Linked DNA regions of Drosophila melanogaster: region 2 is linked to region 1. Evidence: chromatin contacts called from public HiChIP or PLAC-seq data. All regions are on one chromosome and are shown on one strand. The core of a region is the stretch at or near the end of the contact, and the rest is flanking DNA. Distances in the headings are between cores, read along the strand shown. Region 1 holds the start of CG31122. Region 2 holds the start of CG31230.

The links. HiChIP or PLAC-seq counts read pairs in DNA pulled down with a chosen protein or histone mark.
Region 2: a Psq HiChIP or PLAC-seq map of the Kc167 cell line shows a contact between it and region 1, with 2.6 times the contacts expected there. The contact joins the promoter of CG31230 here to the promoter of CG31122 in region 1. A contact is called at or near these places in 11 of 107 Hi-C or Micro-C datasets (the Kc167 cell line, the ML-DmBG3-c2 cell line, the S2 cell line and 5 more) and 2 of 6 datasets of contacts at active chromatin or transcription factors (both in the Kc167 cell line).

The regions. Positions count from the first base shown.
Region 1 is chr3R:18,408,820-18,416,290 of dm6, forward strand. CG31122 reads right to left here and starts at 4,055. Exons shown (of 6, transcript NM_001369998.1): 1 at 3,943-4,055; 2 at 679-1,052; 3 at 513-617; 4 at 1-451. The coding sequence starts at 998. It overlaps CG10864, which reads right to left and starts at 2,812. Exons shown (of 1, transcript NM_142469.2): 1 at 1,261-2,812. The coding sequence starts at 2,551. The coding sequence ends at 1,382. It overlaps fru (fruitless), which reads right to left. Exons shown (of 8, transcript NM_079673.3): 8 at 5,454-7,471.
Region 2 is chr3R:18,667,983-18,675,453 of dm6, forward strand. CG31230 reads left to right here and starts at 3,697. Exons shown (of 1, transcript NM_169830.2): 1 at 3,697-4,112. The coding sequence starts at 3,754. The coding sequence ends at 3,933. It overlaps CG7702, which reads left to right and starts at 1,408. Exons shown (of 3, transcript NM_169829.2): 1 at 1,408-1,580; 2 at 3,156-3,392; 3 at 4,840-6,697. The coding sequence starts at 3,369. The coding sequence ends at 6,429. CG31229 reads left to right here. Exons shown (of 3, transcript NM_169828.3): 1 at 1-240; 2 at 627-820; 3 at 890-1,101. The coding sequence starts at 3. The coding sequence ends at 1,045. It overlaps dind (diamond), which reads right to left. Exons shown (of 5, transcript NM_142484.3): 5 at 6,644-7,471. The coding sequence ends at 7,147. It also overlaps asRNA:CR45028.

The DNA of each region.
Region 1 (7,471 bases), core at 2,805-5,304:
GGTGGCATTTATCGCCGTTGTGGGAGAAGTCATCTTGATGGCTGCCGCCGTTTGCTGCTGCTGCTGGAGCTGCTGGTTGTTCACTTGCTCTTGGTGGTTGTTTACACTATCATCGTTACCGCCACCACCGATGTTGCCATTATTCCCGGATACATTGTTCACTGCCTCTGGCACTTCGTTGCCAACTATCGGAAATATTACTGCCCCATCCGCGTCCACTGTGATATTCTCCTGCACCTGCAATATATCAATGTCCATCTCCTGGCTGCTGTCGTTGGCCGGTGCCGATTGTGAGTTGGACTCCGAGGTGACCGTGGCGTTGGATAGCGTTAAAGCTGCGGCCGCAGCAGCAGCAGCCACTGCCGCCGCAGCAGCCGCTGCCTGGGCGGCCTGATCCAGAATTTCGTTCTCTGGTATGGAGATCAGGCGCTGCGATAGATTCTGAAGCAGTCTGTGGGGATAAACAATTGTTATTAATAAGAGCATTCTTGAATTGTACACTATGAACTTACTTTTCTAGATGCTGGAGGGCATGGTTCATGGGCGTGTGATCCGGAACTCCAGCGTTGTTGCCCCGAACAAAATTGTCAAAGCAACTGAATGTCTTGAACTCCATGCTGCAAATGAAAATGCGTTTATATTATTTATAAATTATTATTAAAATATGCAAAAACTAACCGCACGGGCCGGATGACGATGATGTGTGACCGGGGAAAGGCCTCGCGCAGAAGGATGGCCGAGTTTTCGAGGTTGTACTTCATGTAGCCCCGACTGTCACGGTTCGTCTCCATGCTCTCCGGGAAGTCCTGCACGTCCCCACCAAAATAGATTATGGCCGTGGAGTCCTCCGGCACGTGCACCGAGTGCTGGCGCACGATCGGCGGGCAGTAGACGATGTCATTGGCCCGGTTCTGGAATCCGGCCACGGAAAAGATGCGGAATGGGCCGGCCGAAGTGCTTGGCGTGCACAGACGCTCCCCGCTGCCGCCGCCAAGCATGCCCTCGAAGTTACGGATCCGCTCTTGCAGTTGCAGGAATTGATCAATGGTGAGCTGCGGGATCGAATCGGTTCATGGGGGATTACTTTACTTGGTGGGCATTAACCAATCACAGCATCATTTTCACAGCTTCACACACAAACGCTCTTTTTTGAAAACTTTCACAAATCAATATACTTTCGAAAGTTCTGAATAGAATAACTGATGATATAGACCACTTCTGTTACAGAACTATAACCCTAAAGCTAAATACGATCTTCTTATAATACACTTGCTTTTTCTTTAGTTCCATCAGAATAGAACCATTTCGGATTAGTGATGAAATATAAATCTAAATAAGGGACGTCCTTGTTTGAAACCCCTCCTAACAACCTCTTCTTATCCTAGTAGTAATCATCCTCGTACGCGTCCCTAGGATTCCCGCAACAGCCAACGAATCGCAGCCTGGTGTCCTCCATGCAAAGTTTGGCGTCCTCGCGCATCTCGCGTGCCTTTAGGCGCACCTCTTCGCGCATCAGGTTGCGACACATGGCCACCAGACCCATGCCCAGCAGCATGTAGACAAAATTGATGGCCAATTTGGAGTGCTGATCGGCGGCCACGGACTGTAGCTGGGCCAGCTCGGCAGGATCGGCTGAAATGTCCTCCTGCAACTTTTGCGTCGCTGCATTCACATCCGCACTGGTAGTCAGCGAGGCACCGGGCACAAAGTCGCCAAATCCAATCTTGCACAGCGAGGTCATGCAGAAGTAAAAGCTGTTCAGTAAGCTCCACTTCTCCCAATTGGCAAACATCACGGTGCCGGTGAGAACGTAAAAGAAAATGACCCACAGGCAAGCGGTCGACGGCACAATGACCTTTTTGCGTGTCATGCCAACACCACCCTCAAGGGCGTCCATTCGATCCAGGCGCGGGTGCTCCTGGGTGCAGTCGTGCAGTGATCGGTAGAGGAACTTAAACGATCTGGCCAGCACTCTGCCCATGTTGAGGAAGTACAGGATGTAGAGCGGTATGCCAAAGGTGGCATAGATCACGGTGAATCCCTTGCCCCACGGAGTTCGTGGCACCATGTTGCCGTAGCCAATCATGGTTATCACCGACAGGCAGAACATTAGGGCAGCCGGAAAGCTCCAGATCTGCTCTGGACTTCTGCCCACATAGCCGTGTTTGACAACTCCGGCTATTTGCGACTGGTACTCCCTCAGTACATCGTTCGTGGCCTCCGTCCAGCGTCGACGATCGATTATGTTGTGCTGCTCCGTGATGCTCCACAGCTGCTGGGAGCAGTTCTGACGCAGCTCCATCACATGGCCAGCCGTCTCGTCCACAAACTGGCGCTCGATGTGCATGAAGGCGAATGCTCCACAGATGGCATAGATCACGATCAGAGCGCCCACGCCCACCTGGGTGCACATAAAGGTGACGAAGTTGCGGCAGCAGCGTTTCACCCTTTTCCTCGGCTGGTTGCTCGGCGTAGAGGAAACACTCGATGGCCCCCCTCCCATGCCTACAGTTCCGCCGGGAGATGGTTTCCTCTGAAATTTGCTGGCCATTTTAGTCGCACATGGATTATATAACCGATTCCACAGATTCCGGATATCTCCCTTCTGGTCGAATGGCCTTTGAGCCCGACGATGTGCAATTAATTGGACAGTTATCGATTCTCAATCTGATTTAGAGCACGGCGGCGAGTGTGGAAATCAGCAAGTTGTCTAAAAATAGACCCACGCCTTTGCACGGCACATTTTCCACAAGATCAAACGTGAGATTTTCCCGACTGCACAACCGATCAGCGCGGGCGCCAAAATTCAACTGGTGGAAATCTGTTTCGAGGGAAAATCTACCAAGACTCGGAGAGCAAACGAGCGGAAAAGCCAGTGGAAAGCCGAATGAATCTATGGAAAACAAATATTGCGGCTCAGATATTTATGCCAGCAAGTGCCCGCGGTTCTAAATCAGGCCATTTACGTCAAATTTATGGACGGGGCAATTAAGACATCACTGTGGTACAGGTGCAATATGCAACAATATACAATAATCTGTACTGAAAAATAGTTACGATTAAGCATCTTATTATCATATAGTACTTCAATTAATTGATAACGATTTTGTAGAAATTTCATTGAAATAACTATTGATATGTTAGGATGTCATAATAACTAATGAGTAATCATTAGGTTTTTATCATTTTAGTACAGTGAGTACAGTACAGAGAGTATTGAATTGGAGAAAACTATTTAATGTAGCTATTCGTATGGTCCTAAATCAAGATTTAACCGATTTTATCTTGGCAAAACTAATTCTGCAAAGTTATCTGCTTGGAATAAAAGTGCTGATACACATATTCCCCTGACAATTTCCTGCAATTAAGCAAATCCGAAAGATACAGCCTGGTAGTGTTGGTCATAAAATTTCGGCACTTTGATTGACGACGGGTGTGTGTGGTGGAGCAGACGGCGCGAGAGCTTTTGGGAATCTCGGAATTGAAAACGGAATCAGAATTGGGCGCTATTTTTACGGCGCGGCGATAAATCAAAACGGGAAAGAGCATCCGCCATCGGGTAACAACAATAAAACGGGGCCCCCCAAACAAACTATACGTAAATATAAACAAAGAATTAAAAAACGAAAGCAGAGAACGCACTCACACACACAGACTCATACACGCACGCACGCATAGGCGGCTGTGCTGATAGAGAAGAAGAGGAAGAAAGATCAAATACGCAAAAACGGGGGGTGAAAATGCGTAGCGAAGAGATAGATTTTTTCAACACCAGCGCACTCGCATTCACACACACAGACACACACGCACGCTAACTCGCTGCTGCTGCTGCACACTCACACAAACACAGTTGAAATTTCACAAAAAGTTTATGCAAAATTTTCCGGCGCATTGCACTCTGCAATTACCGTTGCAATTCACCTGCACTTTTCCGCTACTTACGCTGTTTATTCTCGTTAATCGTTGCGCGTGAAAATTTTGGCGTTCTGGCTGCTCTTCCCGCGTATTTCCCGTATTCCCTCTTCGTCTGTTTTTCTTTTATCTTGCGTCTGTGTTTTCGCGACTAGAGCAGCCAGAACTATCGATGGCACTATCGGTGTTTTGTATCTGTCGATAGTTGCGGCTATATGGTGGGGAGCGCATAACCAACACCTTATCTATTTCTTGGCCTTTCTTTTTTGCACATATGTACAGTATTTTTAAAAAGTTTTAAATTTAAATTTGTTCTTAAGCGCCTAATATGTATAAAATTGCTACTTATCGATAAATCAGTACACAAATCAATAGGTGGTCACTCTGACTACGGAAAAGCGATTGTTAGTGTGCCCAGTCATCGCGATTTGTATAATCGATGAGTTGCATATAAGGTGGCAACTCCAAATATTGGCGGGCTCGACTTAAATATTCAAAAATAGAGACACATCGAAACTATCAAGGAAATGTGTATTTAACATTAAGATATCGAATTATTGCGACATTAAAAGTTTTCACTTAACTTAATTTATTTCCTTTTTCTTTTTAAAATATTAAATTGCTACATTTCCTACCACATTATTGTTAATCTATATTTGCTTCTCAAGTTGCAAATAAATGAAATGAAAATAATTAAATCTATATATCAAAACTTGAAGTTACTTCTGTCATTAAATAGTTGTTTGATTTAAGCGCCCGATTCAATATTTTACAGCTATGAAATCCTTATACTCCTCTATACTAGAAAATAATTGTGGTATAATTTTAGTTTTAAAACAAAACCAATAACTTCTTTTAGTTCGCTTAATAGTTAAAGTTAGTCAAAAATAAATTGTATGTTTTATTTTGTAAGAAAAACAATTTTGAGTGCAATAAATGTTACTTTATTTTCCTTTATTTCATTTTATATTGTAAAAGGCAATGCTTGTTGTAAGTAAATCTTAAACCTATAAATTTTTTTTAGATTTTTAAAGCGCGTTCTTTCATTGGAGTTGCTCCTTTGATTCACTACATCGATGCTAAGACATCGAAGTAAATGTACTTCTACCTGCAAAACCAAACAATAGCTATTGAAATACCATATAATTTAGCTTACCGAGTCTGACCAATTACTTACCCCGTCACCGAAAATGGCAATCCGCAGAGGTTTTTGTAGCTGAAAAATGCAATTTCCGCCCACAACTCCGACCCAAACCCCAAATCCAAGGGCTCCGAACCCAAAATCGAACCCAAACCTAACGATTTGAATTGTGCTTCCAAGGGAGGGACGAGGTCATGAAGGGCAGAACATGAAACGAGTGTTGTTGATATATGTAATAATAATAATCATAAATTTTATTTGGTTTTATTCGCTGTTTCGCTTGACATTTAAATGCTGCTAGTGAATTATATTTTGATTTTAATTTGAATAAATTTGAAATATATATATTTGTTGCTTGATATATATATATATATAGATCTTAATGGATTGATTTATTTAAACTGGTAGACGACGAAAACTGTTAATAATATTTTTCATTGCTGCCGGTGTGCCGTGTGATTTGGCCACTGCAACATTTGTATTTGCATATTGATTAATTGAGTTTGTAACTGTAGAGGAAAATAAATTACAACTCGCTGTTGTTTGTTTTTTTTTTTGTATTTGCGCATGACGATTGCGGATCGTTTGCCATCTGGTAAATATAGTATATAGTATATTCCAGACCCGATTCGACAGAGCAACCCTATATCCCCCGATCTTTGGTGGCTCTCCTTTCAATCGGCCGATTACAAGTGGATGTATAAAAATATTTCGTTTTATGATTTATGCTTATGTTTGGAAAAAGGTTAGAAAAATCCAGCTAGACTCCTTCTTTTTTAGCTTTCTCTAGTTGTTTGCTTTTGGTTTCTGACTGCTTGGTTTCGTTTGTTTTTGTTTTTTGTTTATAATTTCATATTTATTACATTTTTGGTACATAAATCTGTGTGTAGTAGTGGTTTGCCTTAACATCTGTGCTATTTTTTGTTTCTTGTTTTTTAATTTTGCGGTAGTTTATTGGCTTAAAGTTTCTCAACTCAATCAACTTATAACTAAATAAAATTATGAAATCTGTGTGTACATATATTTTCGAATCGATATATATATATATATATATATATATATACACACGCACATGCACGTAATTTATAATTAGGAAATCAAATAAGATTTTAAAGTTAAGTAAAATAGGGTTTAAAGAATAACTAGAAAGTAATTTTATACATTTTGTGCTTTGGACCGAAAGATAACAATTTTGAATAGTTCTATAACAAAAATCATCTAAAGAAATACGAAAAAGGCAGCAATCTTAGCCAAATGTTGCCACTCCCTTATGTTACTTTTTATTTACTTTGTTTTTGTAAAGTTTTGTGCCGAAAATATCACATTTAATTTTATATTTTATATTGTAGGGGTTCATTTTCTAAATTTATTTTGCGCCGAAACATAATTTTGTCTATCACAAAATGTTTAAAATTAATTACTTTTGCCGTCTCTGCGGGTTATGGTAATCAAATTAGAATTAAACCGTCCAATTTCTTGCCAATCGAGCAGACAATTAAGCAATTTAAAAATATAATTTCTATAGATTTTTCCAATTATTTCTCCTTATTTTTTTTTTTTTTTTTTAGATTTTTGTGATATGATTTTTTCTTGTATAGCCCTCATATCAACTAACTTTCTTCCGCGTGATTTCATATGTGTTTAGTGTACTTTAACTAAATAAACGTGTGACCATAAATATAAAATATAAACAAGCTTAACAAAAAAAAGTGAGGTGGTTCAAGTGGTTCGAGCTAATCCTAAAATCTTCAACTTAACGCATAGGACAAAATCAAAAGTGTGATAGTGATAGGGAACACACCACACACACTAAAAAACAGAGGAAAACATTGGTAAACTATTGGCTATCTCGCCGATTCAAATTGGAACCGATTAAAAAATAACATATATGTATGTGGTACTTTATGTATAAGTGCTAACTGACTACGTAGACTAAAATTAAAGCAATCAACAATAAAACTGAAATGCATTTGAGGTATATGAAAATTTCTTTGTAGTTGGTTGAGTAGCCCTCATCCGTTTCCTACTCCGCAGAACATATCGGTTAACACTAAAATCTAGACATTACAAATTAAAGTAAACTAAAACCTAATGTGACCTTCGTATGAGTAGTATTTGTGGGTGACTGTTGCTGTGCTGGCTGATCCTCATCCTGATCCTCATCCGCATCCGCATTCGCATCCGCATCCTCCTTTTGCTGCTGCTGCTGCTGCTGCTGGTGACCCCGCGTGATGTGGTAGTGACCCCAATTTGCTGAATCGGCTCAAAACGATTCTCCTCGACTTTCTCTCTCTAGTATTAGTGTAGTTATTACTTTATAGTTTTTAGGAAACAACATTTAGAAACCTTCGAAACGGTTTGTTGTGGCTTTGGAAAACTTTTTTTCCGCCTCCACTGGCCCTCTATGCTGGGCATATC
Region 2 (7,471 bases), core at 2,447-4,946, 260 kb after region 1:
AGATGTCCGTGCTGCCCAACGCCGGAAACAATGAATCGTCGGTGACGGCGCCCAAAATGTTTGGCGATCCGGATTTGGATCGCATGGCGATGGAGTACGTCGGAAACATGCAGCGCTACCGCGAGAACATCATAATCCCCAAGAGCAACGGCCCCGTGAAGATCAAGACCAACGAGGAGAAGTTCATCGAAACGGCGGTGGAGAGCTGTGGATTCAAATGCACCATGGCCTGTGTGATGGGTGGGTGACACTATCTACTACTACTACAAGCTAATTGTTCATAATCAAAACAACCACTTGCAAAACAATCCCCTCTTGATTATGACAGATTATTGCATATTCAAGTCATTGGACATTTGAATATATGTCCTATATGTCCTTAATCCATCCATGGTTATTATTTTATAACAATACCTCTTAATTCGATTCACCAATCATGCTTGATTATTATATGTTATTATTAATGGTTAATTAATGAAATGTTTACAAAAAGCTAATCAAATTATAACATGTTGAGTTATTTACTTTTACAATATTCTATTTATTTGTTCAGATTCAGTATTTGTTAGTAACTTAAATGTAAGAATTTAAATTTATGTTAACCATATATCTATACTCCATTTCAGGCTATGGCTTGGGTGCAGCTTTGGGTTTGTTTAGCGCCTCCGTTAATCCCAACATGGCCGATCCGTTCGCGAATGAGAAGAAGCAGACGGCCAGGGAGGTTTTCCGCGAAATGCGCTCCACCACCCATTCCTACGCGAAGAATTTCGCGCTCATCGGCTGTGTGTTCTCCGCCGTCGAGTGCACCATCGAGAGCGTAAGTCCACCTGCTCAAAAGCGTTGTGTATTAGTTTGTATTAACTAGAACTCCTTCTGATTTTTGCAGCATCGGGGCGTCACGGACTGGAAGAATGGCACCTACGCTGGAGGCATCACTGGAGGACTGATTGGTTTGCGGGCTGGCGTTAAGGCGGGCATCATCGGCGGCCTGGGATTCGCCGCCTTCTCCACGGCCATCGACTACTACATGTATTCTAGATAGGCTCATATTCTTCGGTTACCTTGTTTCGTAGTAAATGTTTGTTTCTAACTAACGTCTATGGATATGCTTTTGTGAATTGCCGCCAAGGAAACGCTTTCGTCACGACCTATAATGGCCCCCATTTCCGGTTGGCTACCATTTGGAGCCCTGACATTTGGAAAAGTGCAGCTGCCACACATTAATAATGCGCCCCAATCAAAAAGGCACTGTGTGGCATAAACAATGTGCCACAGTCTCGCTTTAAAATTCGGCCAGCGAGCCCCCGACCGGTTTTCTTTTCGGGGGAGCACTGTGTCCACTTTTGTGGGAACGCGAACGGGAATCTCGATCCAGCAGCAAATTTCCAGTTTCGGTTTTTTTGTTCAGTTCGACTCGAGCGGCGGGCAGGTAGAGATCGTTCGTTGCTGGCTCCTCTGCGCTAACGTTTCCGTTTTCGACATCAGCCTTCGCGCGTGTTTCTTCTACAGACGAGGATGAGCATCGTTCCCCAAGCAGCTGCAAAAGTGCAACAGCAGCAACATCGGCAAGATCAGCAGTAACCGCAGCAACGCAAACGGGTTTCATTCGCACTCGACGGACATTTACTTTTATTGTGTGTGCGGTTGGGTCGCGTGCAGTTCACGGAATATGCAAAAGCCTTCATCATTAAATTAAACACAGACTAACGACTAGTAAGCACATGGAACTTTGCCACGGATGTGCGTCTCGTCCGCCACCCTTGCGGTTTCTTGAAAGAAACGCTATTGGAGGCGAGGCGACAGAGATCAAATCTCTTAGGTGAACGTTTACAGTGGACATCGGATAAGAAGTGAGACGGGGAACTAGTTTCTGATAGCATTTGCTAGGAACATCAAAGGCGGGACATTTAAAAGATAGTGTAATATTAATGCATTCTAATGAAACTGCTTTTTAGGTAGATACAGGTATAAATGATATTAGAAATATTTCGTATTGGAGCTGCTACATTTGTGCATTGTGACGACTTTAAAAGCTACCACAATAGATACTTACAATCTATGCGATGTCCACTGTACTTGCCTCCAATGCGATCGTGAGTCACAAGTGTCTGGGCAACATTGGTCGTCTGGCTGTGTTCGGTTAACTTCGTCAGTATTTTGTTTATGCAACCAATTCCAGAGCCACAAACACTTCTTGTTTGCCTTTCTCATCGTCGGCAGCTGCGAACAGCTCAATTCTCCATTCTTCGCTCTCGTTTCTCATTTCTCGATTCTTAATTCCCGATGCCAGGCGTCAGCAAGTTCAATGGAACCAAGTGACACTTGCAATTGCGATCGCATCTAATTGGCTCTCCTTCGGCCATTGAATCAAAAGTCATTTGGAGCAGATGTGGTGGGGCTAAGCTGAGTGAACTGATGGTTTAATTATTTGGCTCCAACTTTTTCCCACAACGAGACACAAAGTCTTATCTTATCACAGCGCAATCTGCTCGAAGCCAAACAATACAGTAAAACTTCTATAGCTCGAAATGCTAATGTTGAGTACTGTATAAAGAAATATACAATAAATGTAGAAAAAAATAACAACATAATGTTGGCTTCTGATTTGTTTTTATTCCTTTCAATTCTTTAGAAAAATATGAGATATAATCGAGAGTAGTAACGAAATTACTTTTGGATTTAAAAGATACAACTTATTGATGAAATTCAATTGTAGATCCATTGTTATTTCATTTCTTAGAGATACTGAAATTCGCCGTAGGGGTGCAATACTGTAGTTCTTGTATGCTCGAGAGGCAATTGCACTTTAGGCAGGTGGCTACGAGCAATTAGCTGACGAAGAAAGCAGCAAAGCAATCTGACGGCCTTGCAAAGAAAAATATACATAGAAGTAGAGAGAAAGCAGAGGGGGAGAGCCAGAAAGGCAGAAGAGTCCGTTGATGACTCAATTAGAATTCACTTTTACTTTTTACTCATTTTTACCGACGGCTTAGATTACGATCTCAGAACTGAGAACGTGGGAGAGAGAGCGTGATAGAGGTAGGATGAGGGAGTGGAGCCCCGAGAGAGACTCTCTTCTCTTGCCCACCGATATCTAATCAAAACAAATAATGCTTCAGTCCACGGCGGCTTTACTTGATTCATATATTTAGTTCTATACTGCGAGGCATGCAGTACGCTTGCCGTGTGCTGCGTTTAAAAAGTAATAAGTAAATGTTCTGGATAAAAATTTAATCAAAAGACAAATAAGTGCAAGAACAAGAAACTCAAAAGATATAAGCAACATAACTCGAAATTCAGTACGCCTGAGTTGGAAAACACCGAAACCGAAACTCAAATCGAATCTACATATAACCGATACCATAATGAAGCACAAACTTCTGTTGTTGGTGAGTAAATATTTCAGCCATCTAAAACAGTATCCCTATCTTATCGCACATACTTTGGGCTCAGATAGTGGGGATCAGAGAGTGTTTTCCGTTAAGCTCTTTTCCTGAATGTGCCCAAGTGGGGAGACCTTTTTATGAAGCACATCGATGACCTCCTTCCGGACGGCCAGTTGGCCCAAAAAAAAAAACAACAAAATTAGGATGCCATATAGGTTATCGAATCAGATCTGTGTGAGTCAATCAGATGCGTCATGTCGAGATGTTTTCCACTTGGAGATACATCGCATTGGCTTTCAGTTTTCACTCACCGATATCAGTTGAACATGTTTTGCCACAAATTTATCTCAAGTCTTCAAGACACATGAAAGCAGCAATAGTACGGATACCAATCGGAATTTACTTCAAAACCCTAATGAAGATGAACAGAAATCGTGGGGATCGTTGGAGAAAGATGGCCGAGCTCGTATTCTCCTTATGTGTGATTGACAAAGCCGAGGATGTAGTTCTTGATGTTATTATGTTAAAGTTCCTCGGAGAGTAGTTGCAGCGAACCAAACTAGACGCATCTATGTAGAATATGGCTGACCGAATCTACTATATCAATCAATGTTATCTTACTAGAACCCATATGTTCCATAGAATGCTAATGTAAAATATATACTTGATTAATTATATAAATATTTATTGCGGTGTACACAGACCAACGATCGATGACAGAATAATTTCTTTGTTTTGTATATTGACCCAGAAATGATTGATTTAAAAAAAAAAATGAGCACAGTTTTTTAGGTTGACTAAGCAAACTTGTGTCCGTTAACCCTGTCGTATACGTATTTTCTTAGTATTCAATGCAATCAATTATGTGTGGGCAATTAGCAGTTAGACTGTTCCTTAAATGAAAATCAAGTTACTTTTGCTATATAAAATTCCTATAAAACATTGCATTGGTATTCGCTACACGTCTCAGCTTTTTAGAACTCTTGGATGCAGCAATGCAATTATATTAATGGCGCCAACCTTACTGGTTTGCAAAGTACTTTCGTCTGTCTGAACACTTGTACTTCGTGGCAATCGTGACATATGAGAAGCAGCTTCAAATCAGACATACAACACTCTGTCCATGGTCAGAACGATGGAAAATGTGGCGAAAATTTCAAGGGACACGTGCATATTACTCAGGTTGTTTTTCCGAGAATGTTATAATCTCCCTAAAGTACTTTTTTTTTTGAGACGAAATGTAGCAAAGATCCCCATTTGATTTTTTATTAAAAATTGAGGAAATTCCAAAAACAATCCAAAAAATATTTAAATTAAAATTTAAAACTCTTGTAAGATTTTAACTAGATATATTCCACAATATTTCGAAGGAAACGGAAAGCACTTAAAAATTTATTTTGATTTATATATGCAATTGTATCATTTAACTCAAGCGCTTATTATCATTTAGTTCCTTGCAGGAGCGGCTTTGCTCCTGGCCACTGAAGTTCGGAGCCAACATGAGGACATTCCGTACCAGCCGGTGAGCAACATCTGCCAGACGTGCCTGTGCCTCAGCACCCAGGATGTGGATCATCGGACGCACTTCAACCTGGACTGCTCGGTGAGGAATTTCGAGCACATCCTGGCCCGCTGGCCGGAGCAGTTTGGCAGCCAGGCGATTGCGTCCGGAGCTGCATCGGAGATTGTCGTCTCGTACTCGGGCAATAGGATCAAGTTGCTCCAACAGCTGCCGGCCACAAATGCCAGCTTAACTCTCTCCTGCCGCCACTGTGGCCTACAGGATCTGCAGGCTCCGCTGTTCATGGACGTGCCCAATGTGCAGGCCCTTTATATCAGCTGGAATGATATAACTGACGATGCCTTGGTGCCGGATCTCTTCAGGGGTCCTTTCCGCAACACTCGCTACGAGCCGATTGGTTTGCGAGACCTGGACCTGAGCCACAACCGGATAGTTCGACTGGATCGCCGGCTCTTCGAGCACACTCCCCACTTGACCAAGTTGAACTTGGCCTACAACAAGCTGAGTTCCCTGGATGAAGCCACCACAGCCTCCATTGGATCGGTTGCTACACTGCAGCGACTGGATCTCTCGCACAATGGCCTGATGACTTTGCCAGCGCAGCTTTTCTCGAAGCTCACAAGCCTCCGTTTCCTGGACGTCTCCGGAAATGAGTTTTCCACGATGCCAGCCAGCCTGCAGCTATTGGGCAAATCTTTGGTTCAACTCAACTTGGCGGGAAATGCATTTCTCAGCTTGAAGGAGAATAGCCTGCAGGGCTTGGTTTCCCTGAAACGACTGAATATAAGTAGCATGCCCTCCCTGCGAAGTCTGGAGAAGGGTGCTCTGAACTTGCCTGCCTTGGAGCACCTAGATTGCTCTAGGAACTCGAAGCTGGAGCGCTTGGAGTTGGCCGATCTTCTGAGCAGTCGAAATTTGTCGCAGTTGGACTTGTCCTGGAATGCACTGACTACTCTGGTTATCAATGCCACCGGTTCGAGCAATAACAGTAGTAATTCTACGAATGAGACCTGGCCACGACTCCGTCGCATGAGCATCTCCGGAAATCCCTGGTATTGCAGCTGCGAACTGTTCAAAGCCCTGGAGCTGATTGGACTGAACCACATCGATCGGGAATGGGATGGAACTGAGGCGCGTTGTGAAACGCCATACCTTCTGGCCGGATCTCCGCTCTCCAATTTGACAGCCGAACGTATTTGCAAAATGGTGATACCCAAGAAATATCGCGAGGTGGACGAGGAGCCACCGCGATTCCTGCGACGCCACTACATAATACTCACCGCCATTATAGCCAGCATTGTCCTGGTAATTGGTCTGGTCATCGGATTCGTCGTGGTCTGTGTGCGCCGACGGCTCAAGGGCAGCGATTACGGAGTACAACCCATCCGGTACACCAGCGTTAGGGGCAGCAATCTGTCGCAGTTCTCGCAGCTGCAGCCCGTCTCGGTGGCCAGCAAGTTCAATAATGTTCATGCCGGGAGCAGCAGTGGGGTGACCACTGGTGCTGCCAATGCCTAACACGGTGTTAAAATCCTAATACGGTTCAAATTCCGAGCTAGCTGCACAAGTTTCGAGCCAAAGATGTCCACGACAGTGACGCGATCCCAACCGAAAGACTTCCTGTGCGTGCTATCCTGTACATATGTAGGTGCTCCCTGTATTAATTTCCACAAAGGAGCTGATCCCATTGCCAGTCCCTAGACCCTAGTATTTAGTGAAGCCATCGATGTTTGTGTATTGTACTTAAGATCCGCACATTAGTGTGTAATAAAAGATTTTTAATTTCAATTACAGTTCTTTACATAGAGTATACATATATCGGTAACGTGATTGCCAAACTTATGTTTTTTTTTTAACAATGATTTTTAATTAAAAGTGTAATTAAGTTCCTTAAACGCAAGTGTCAAAACGAATTGCCGATTCAAATAGTTTAAATGAATTTTTTCCAATTGCTTTCACATATGTATTATGTAGAGTTGGCCTACTTAATAACATTTATTCATTGCTTTGTTTTATTTTGTTTTGCTATGTTTTATTTAGTTATAAAAATGGTAGGGAACATCAAAACGAGGAACAACCGAAAGGCAGAAAGTTGTGTTCGGGGTGATGTGGCGTCGCTTGGCGAGCGGTCTATCTCTCCAATTGGCTAGATAAATGATAAAAGCTTAAACTATTCAGAGCAAATATCCAGATAACAGGCTAGTGAACAACAAAACAAACAGCCAGCCAGCCCGTCTAGCATTCACTTTCAAGCAGCTCCTCCCCACCGGCGGCCACAGGTGGTGGTGGTAGCTTAAACAGATTAATAGCCTGCTTCTGAGCAAGAAATTGACGCATTTCAGCAAAATTATCACGCTCCTTGTGCTGTTTGCTGCGTCGCCTGAATGCCTCTTCGTCAGCAGAGTCCGAATCTGAGTTGCTGGAGGATTCGTAGACAGGTAAGGGTGCGGCATCCGCCAAGCGATTGTCCTCCTGCTGCTGCTCGACTCTTTCCATTTTGCCAAACAGCTCGTCCACATTTATGCCCTTAGAGGCCAGAACCTCACGCTCCTTTTCCAGC